Regions from separate parts of the Xenopus laevis genome. Here region 1 is linked to region 2. A link is a contact called in public Hi-C data. All regions are on one chromosome and are shown on one strand. Each heading gives the region's core, a stretch centred on a gene start, on an enhancer-like site or on the middle of the called end of the contact. The rest is flanking DNA. Distances are from core to core; before and after follow the strand shown.

What was found. Hi-C and Micro-C count contacts between places; a contact is called where the count stands out from the background.
Region 1: a Hi-C map of the XTC cell line shows a contact between it and region 2, with 2.4 times the contacts expected there. The contact joins two enhancer-like sites. A contact is called at or near these places in 2 of 4 Hi-C or Micro-C datasets (the XL177 cell line and the XTC cell line).

What each region holds. Positions count from the first base shown.
Region 1 is chr3L:114,093,775-114,096,668 of Xenopus_laevis_v10.1, forward strand. All of the region lies in intron 2 of sema4b.L (semaphorin-4B), which reads right to left. Among protein-coding and RNA genes, the nearest start is that of sema4b.L, 50 kb to the right of the region's middle. Within about 2 kb of position 1,592, at least 2 of the 7 cell types and tissues checked have an H3K27ac peak or open chromatin away from gene starts, as enhancers often do.
Region 2 is chr3L:113,999,347-114,002,214 of Xenopus_laevis_v10.1, forward strand. sema4b.L (semaphorin-4B) reads right to left here. Exons shown (of 16, transcript XM_041586835.1): 14 at 1,498-1,664; 15 at 1,320-1,411; 16 at 1-192. Among protein-coding and RNA genes, the nearest start is that of cib1.L, 26 kb to the left of the region's middle. Within about 2 kb of position 1,570, at least 1 of the 7 cell types and tissues checked has an H3K27ac peak or open chromatin away from gene starts, as enhancers often do.

The DNA.
Region 1 (2,894 bases), core at 342-2,841, 94 kb after region 2:
AATGCAATGGTTTAAGTTCTTATGCAGAAGGTAAACAGGTGCAAATGCTATTAATAGTTCTCTGCAAAATTATAGAATAAAAATTAAATGTTACTATTATAAATTAGAACAGATGAACACATGCACATTTTAAATGTAAAAAATGTGTGTGTGTATATAATACATATATATATATATATACATATGGTTACTGGTCCTTAAGGTGAAAAAAAGAGATACCGTTTGTTACGTCAGCAGTGTTGGACTGGGACGCCAGGGGCCCACCAGAAAATCTTAGTTTGAGGGCCCACTTTCCAAACAAGTATATAATCTCTTTATTCTCCTTTTTACACTACATACTATACTCTTTTCTTCCATTAATATGCCTCTTTGTTCCCATAAAGAAATAGTGAATAACAATGAAATAGGCCAAATGATTAGAAGCAACATGCACACTGACACCTGGCCCACCGGGAGTTTTCCTGGTATCCCAGTGGGCCAGTCCGACACTGTACGTCAGTCAGGTTCTGTATGATGACTCTGCCTTCACGTCAGCAGCTCTATTTCCCTTGTGTTCTATTTCTCTCGTGTTCTATTTCCCTGGGCTAAACTGAGTCATTCTTTCAGTCACTGGTTTCTAGCTTATCCCTAAATTGAAAATTGCTTTGCTAAGGCAAATCAGGTATAAACTGGATCCCGAGATACCTATCTACTTGCTTAAGCTGACCATAGATGTAAAGATTTTTAAAAGATCCGATCGACATCGTGAGACCACGATTATCTCGAAATGATCGTACGAATTGTCCATCAACTAAAAAGACCATTTCAGGCGATATTGCCAGGAAAACAAAGGGTAGCTGTCTGCTTGTTTCTGCAGACATAGATACATTGCACTGGGACCGATAAAGATTTTTTAACCTGGCCGATTAATTTTCTAACAGATGTTTGATCGTTCGAATCCCACTAACCGCACGATGTCGAAGGATTGGTAGGACTTCGCTAAAATCAATCGTTCGGCAAGAGAAATCTTTGCCTCTATGGGGACCTTTAGTCTTTGCGATTAGAGAAGCAATTTCCCATGCAAATCCCATCCAGGCATCTCTCACTGTGCCTTGATATTGTAATTGTGACACTCCACCAACACCAGCTGCTCAATCTTTCTTTCCGCCAGTTTGTCAGGGCATTAAAGAATATCTATAATTTACATTCCTGCCATCATTCTAGCCTTTTCCTGGAGATATTGCAGTAGAGAATGCAGGAGTAATTCTACCCCTTAAGGCAATGGTTACCAAACTGCAGAGGTCTCCCCAATGGGGCCTGCAGGTAGCCACCTGTCTAGTCTTGAGCCAACATCCGATTTTCTCTTTTGGTTGTTTTGCTCAGAATTGCCTGTCTGGGTTTCGATGATCTGAAATCTGGACAGATATCTGCCCCAAAGGCCAACCCTGTCTACTAAACATCACCCCCACCCCTGGCACCAACATCCCACCCCTATGCAGGTTTCGCCACTGGCAAAGGTAACCAATTTACCCTATTACCCTACATAAAGAGAGAGAGAGAGAGGAGAAACTTGTAAATTCAAGTCAACCATGGTGCAAAGGGCAAAACATGCTTTGTTTTTTTGTACCTTGCCCCATTTTTGTAAATATCTATTCCCCTTTAATTAGGGGGGTGGTAGACATTACATATAATGCACGAATGATGGTAACCCAACTGTTTTAACCTCATTTAAATAATATTGCTATAATCCGAAAGTCTAAATACTATTACTGCAGAACCGTATCACTGCATTAACATTAGGGATGCACTGAATCTAGGATTCAGCCTTTTTCAGCAGGATTCGGATTCGTCTGAATCCTTGTGCCTGGCTGAACCGAATCCAAATTTGCATATGTATATAGGGGTGGGTATTTGCAGATTAGGGTTTGGATTCAGTTAGGAATCTCAAATAGTGTATTCACTCTACCCTAATTAACATTACACCTATGAAACAGAATAGTCTCATTTGTCTAAACTTAACACTTGTCCTGACTTGCTTATTTGGCAGAGACTTTAGATGCACATTTAGGGCAGAGACACACGCTGCGATTTGGGGAGATTAGTTACCTGGCGACAAATCTCCTTTATCTTCAGGGTGACTAATCTCCCCGAATTGCCTACTCACGAGGAAACTTTGGGCGACTTTGGAAAACGAATCGCTCTGAATGCCATCCCACAGGAGAATTACATTCTAGCCGGCGGGAAGGCAGGGGAGGCATGTGTCTCTGCCCTTAGGATCTCGGTCTCACAAGAGAAATGGTGTCACAAGACACATAACAGGATCAATTGCCCTTAACCTGAGAGCCATGTTTAAGTTTACTACTCTGCTGCCTGGGAAAGCTTAGACTCCTATAACTAGGAGAGTTGTGGAACGACAGCTCTGTCAGAACAAACAAACCACTGAGCTTTAAAAACACCTACATTTTTAATATCTGAACCTTAAAATCTGACAGAAAATCACACACATTATAAAAGGCAGGTTAACCCTGTGCTGTCAGCTATGGCAGGCTTCATGTGAACATCACAAAGAATAACAAAGATCCCAGAAACACAGACTATAAAGCACTTGGCAGTTACCTAGTTGGCTACAGGCACTGTAAATTCTACCATCTGTGTCGGGTGAAGGGTTAAACATTTAAAAGTAATTATAAAGACTATCAGGGCATCTGACTATTAAGATCTGAAAGAAACCAAGGCGTGGAGCGACAGCATTGTATACATTATGACTAGCATGACAAGACATATTGGATCATAGTTGAAAGCAGTAAATCTTTAATATCTTACTCAAATCTACAATATATTATGTCCCATACCATCAATGTATCATCTTCTGTGTATTTATTAGGGCCCTGCTGAATGATTGCTTTGTTTGCTCT
Region 2 (2,868 bases), core at 320-2,819:
ACCAGCACTCGTATGTTCCCACCCGGTCAGGGCTACTCACTAGAATCAGGTCACCACTGGGCAACACAAAGTATGAAGAGTCTATCTCTTTCCCATTGTGCATCCATACACGTGATGCCAAGTTTGATAAGAGCTTGCAAGGGAGTGTATCCGCTGAATTCGATTCCATTGAGATTATCAGACATTCTGGTTCTAAAAAAGAAGACAACAAATCAATTCTTCCATTTAATACTGTTTGTTACTAAGGGACTTATATTATATGCACAGAACATTTTGATAGCTATGGTGAGAACCTGCTGCAACAAACAATGCTATTCAACAGCAGCAAGGGTCAGAAAGATATTGTCCTTGTTTTTAACAGCAAGTTGTAGAATTCACTCCCTAGGCCAGCTGTACTGACAGATAGCTTTAAGAAAGGTTTGGATATTTTAAGCAAGACGGTTATCAGTAGCCTTGTGTTTTTGGATATTCTTTCCAATTGCACGTTCAGAGATAGGAAGGATTTATTCTCCTTCTGATGCAAACGGGAGACAGGGTGAAATAGGGGGTTTATAAAGAAATAAGCGAAACTCCGCTTGCGCTCCTCTTCAGAAAAGGCGATTCCCAGATCCATTGTGCGGTACTTGATTTCTCCTCCCTGCTTTCCTTATAGGAGATAGCCAGGGAGGAGAAATCGAGCGCCGCATGATGGATTGTCGCCGTGTCCCCTTTTCTGAAGAGGTGCGCAAGCGGAGTTTTGGTACATTATTTCTTAATAAAGACGTAGCGATTTAAAAGTTTAATACGTCTTTGTGTTTTTTTTCCGTTCTATACTAACGTTTTTTTAAAAAAATTTATATTACTGATCCTTTAACCAGCCAGCATCTCATCAATATGACAGTGGTTAAAAGGAATAGTGTACAGCATTTTATTTATCACCGTTTGCAGCATCTTCCAAAAAGCAACGGAAACATGTCTTTCTACATGCTTGGATATATTCTAGGTGAAACCAAGTTTCTTGTAAATCATCTGGCACGTGTTTTAAAGAAACCAATGTAGGAAGACTTTCAACAGCTAAACACTTTTTTCCAAGTTCTCATACATCTGGGCCGCACATGGCTAAAAAAGAGCCCAGATTGCAGTAAAAATTTGGATATACAGTACAGATGTAGCAAAGTCATCAGATATTCAACTGCCAAATTCTCCAGGATAATGCAGATCATAACAGCATCTTCATTTTATTACAGGTAATTTTTAGAAAAAACAATAAACTGATGAATCCACTTTCTAATTAGGACATGCATTTAACAATTAACTGCTTCTATTCTTAAACTTACCATCAGGCTTAGCAGGACGGCCAACAGCTTCTGAGTTGTTATTTTGCTTGCAGTGTGCATCTGTGTTTGCATCTTCGATATCTTGAACCCAGTGTCTGTACGAGAGAAAATGCCAAATTAAAATGGGTATGACCCTTTCAGCTATAGCTACAGTATACAGGTTCCTAATAAGGCTACTTACTGTTTTTTTGTGTCATGTGTATGATGCGGGACACTGTGACAACCTTTCTTGCTCCATGCACAATAAGGATCGCGAGAGAGGATGCATTCCCCACAGCTCCTGTACATGCTGCAGTTAGACACTGGAACTTGCACCACCGCAGAACGTGAAGAGGCATAAATGAGGCCCTGCATGTACATAAAGGATTATATGTTAGCTTTTCTTGGGCTATTATACTAGCTGAGCAAGAACTCCTTTTTAGATAACTGAAACGAAAACAGGTGGTGTCTTTAAGAATTTATTTTACTTTTCAAGATTTGCTTTATCAAGAATAGAGGCAATTATATTAGCATGGTAAAAAGAGGCCCATCCCTTTCGTCTCGTATTATAAATAAGGGTGAGCTCATTATGTAGGCAGAACAATGAACTGGGAGGGGAAGTGGTAATAAATTATCCTACTCACTCATAGGGACTGTTCAAAGTTCAGTGAAAACAGGACTAACGTGCCTATTCGCCTTCACAAAACTCACTGCTTTCATAAAAAACACAGGATGTTGGAAACGGTTGCATAGTGAAAATGTAATGCTAAGCAACTTTCCAATTTACATTGATTAAAAAATCTGTAATGGTTTTAACGGTTTTTCAGTTTTAGACGGACTAAATGAACATTAAAAAAACGTGCATCGCAAACTGAGAAGGCAATAGCAAAGGAGAGGCAGAAACTCCCTAAAAATGTATACAACAGGTTCTAAAATACTTCCTTTATCACACGGTGGGGCTCATTTATAAACACTGGGCAAATTTGCATCTGGGCAGTAACCCACAGCAACCAATCAGTGATTAGCTTTTTCAGCCAGCTGCAGGTTGAACAGTGAAAGCAATTACCTGATTGGTTGCCATGAGTTACTGCCCAGGTGCACATTTGCCTGGTGTTTATAAATGAAAGAATCATATGCCTGCCTTCACATTATCACTACAGATCATATTATTTCACACTACTTTACTTAAATTAAGCCAGTTTACTTCCTTCTCATGTGGGGAGTTTGTACTTTGTCCCTGAGCTTCTCCTTGATGACTCTTTGCACAATGTGTTCATAGATAAAAATATCTCCTATTACAGATTTAGTGCTGCTGCCAGCTCGAATATATTTCCATTGGATCGTTCAGCACTACTATTGTTATATCTATCTGACTTGTGACATATTACCCCCTATAGACATACACATTGAAATCTGAGCACTGTTGCTAAACACCTCTGGACATAGTCTCACAGTGAATTGTTTGCCTAGAGATACAGTCAGTAGAATTTAGCAAGGAAGCCTATTCACACTGATCTTCTTGGGATGTAAGTAAGGACATTAACCGTATGATGTTCGGATCTGCCAGAACTTT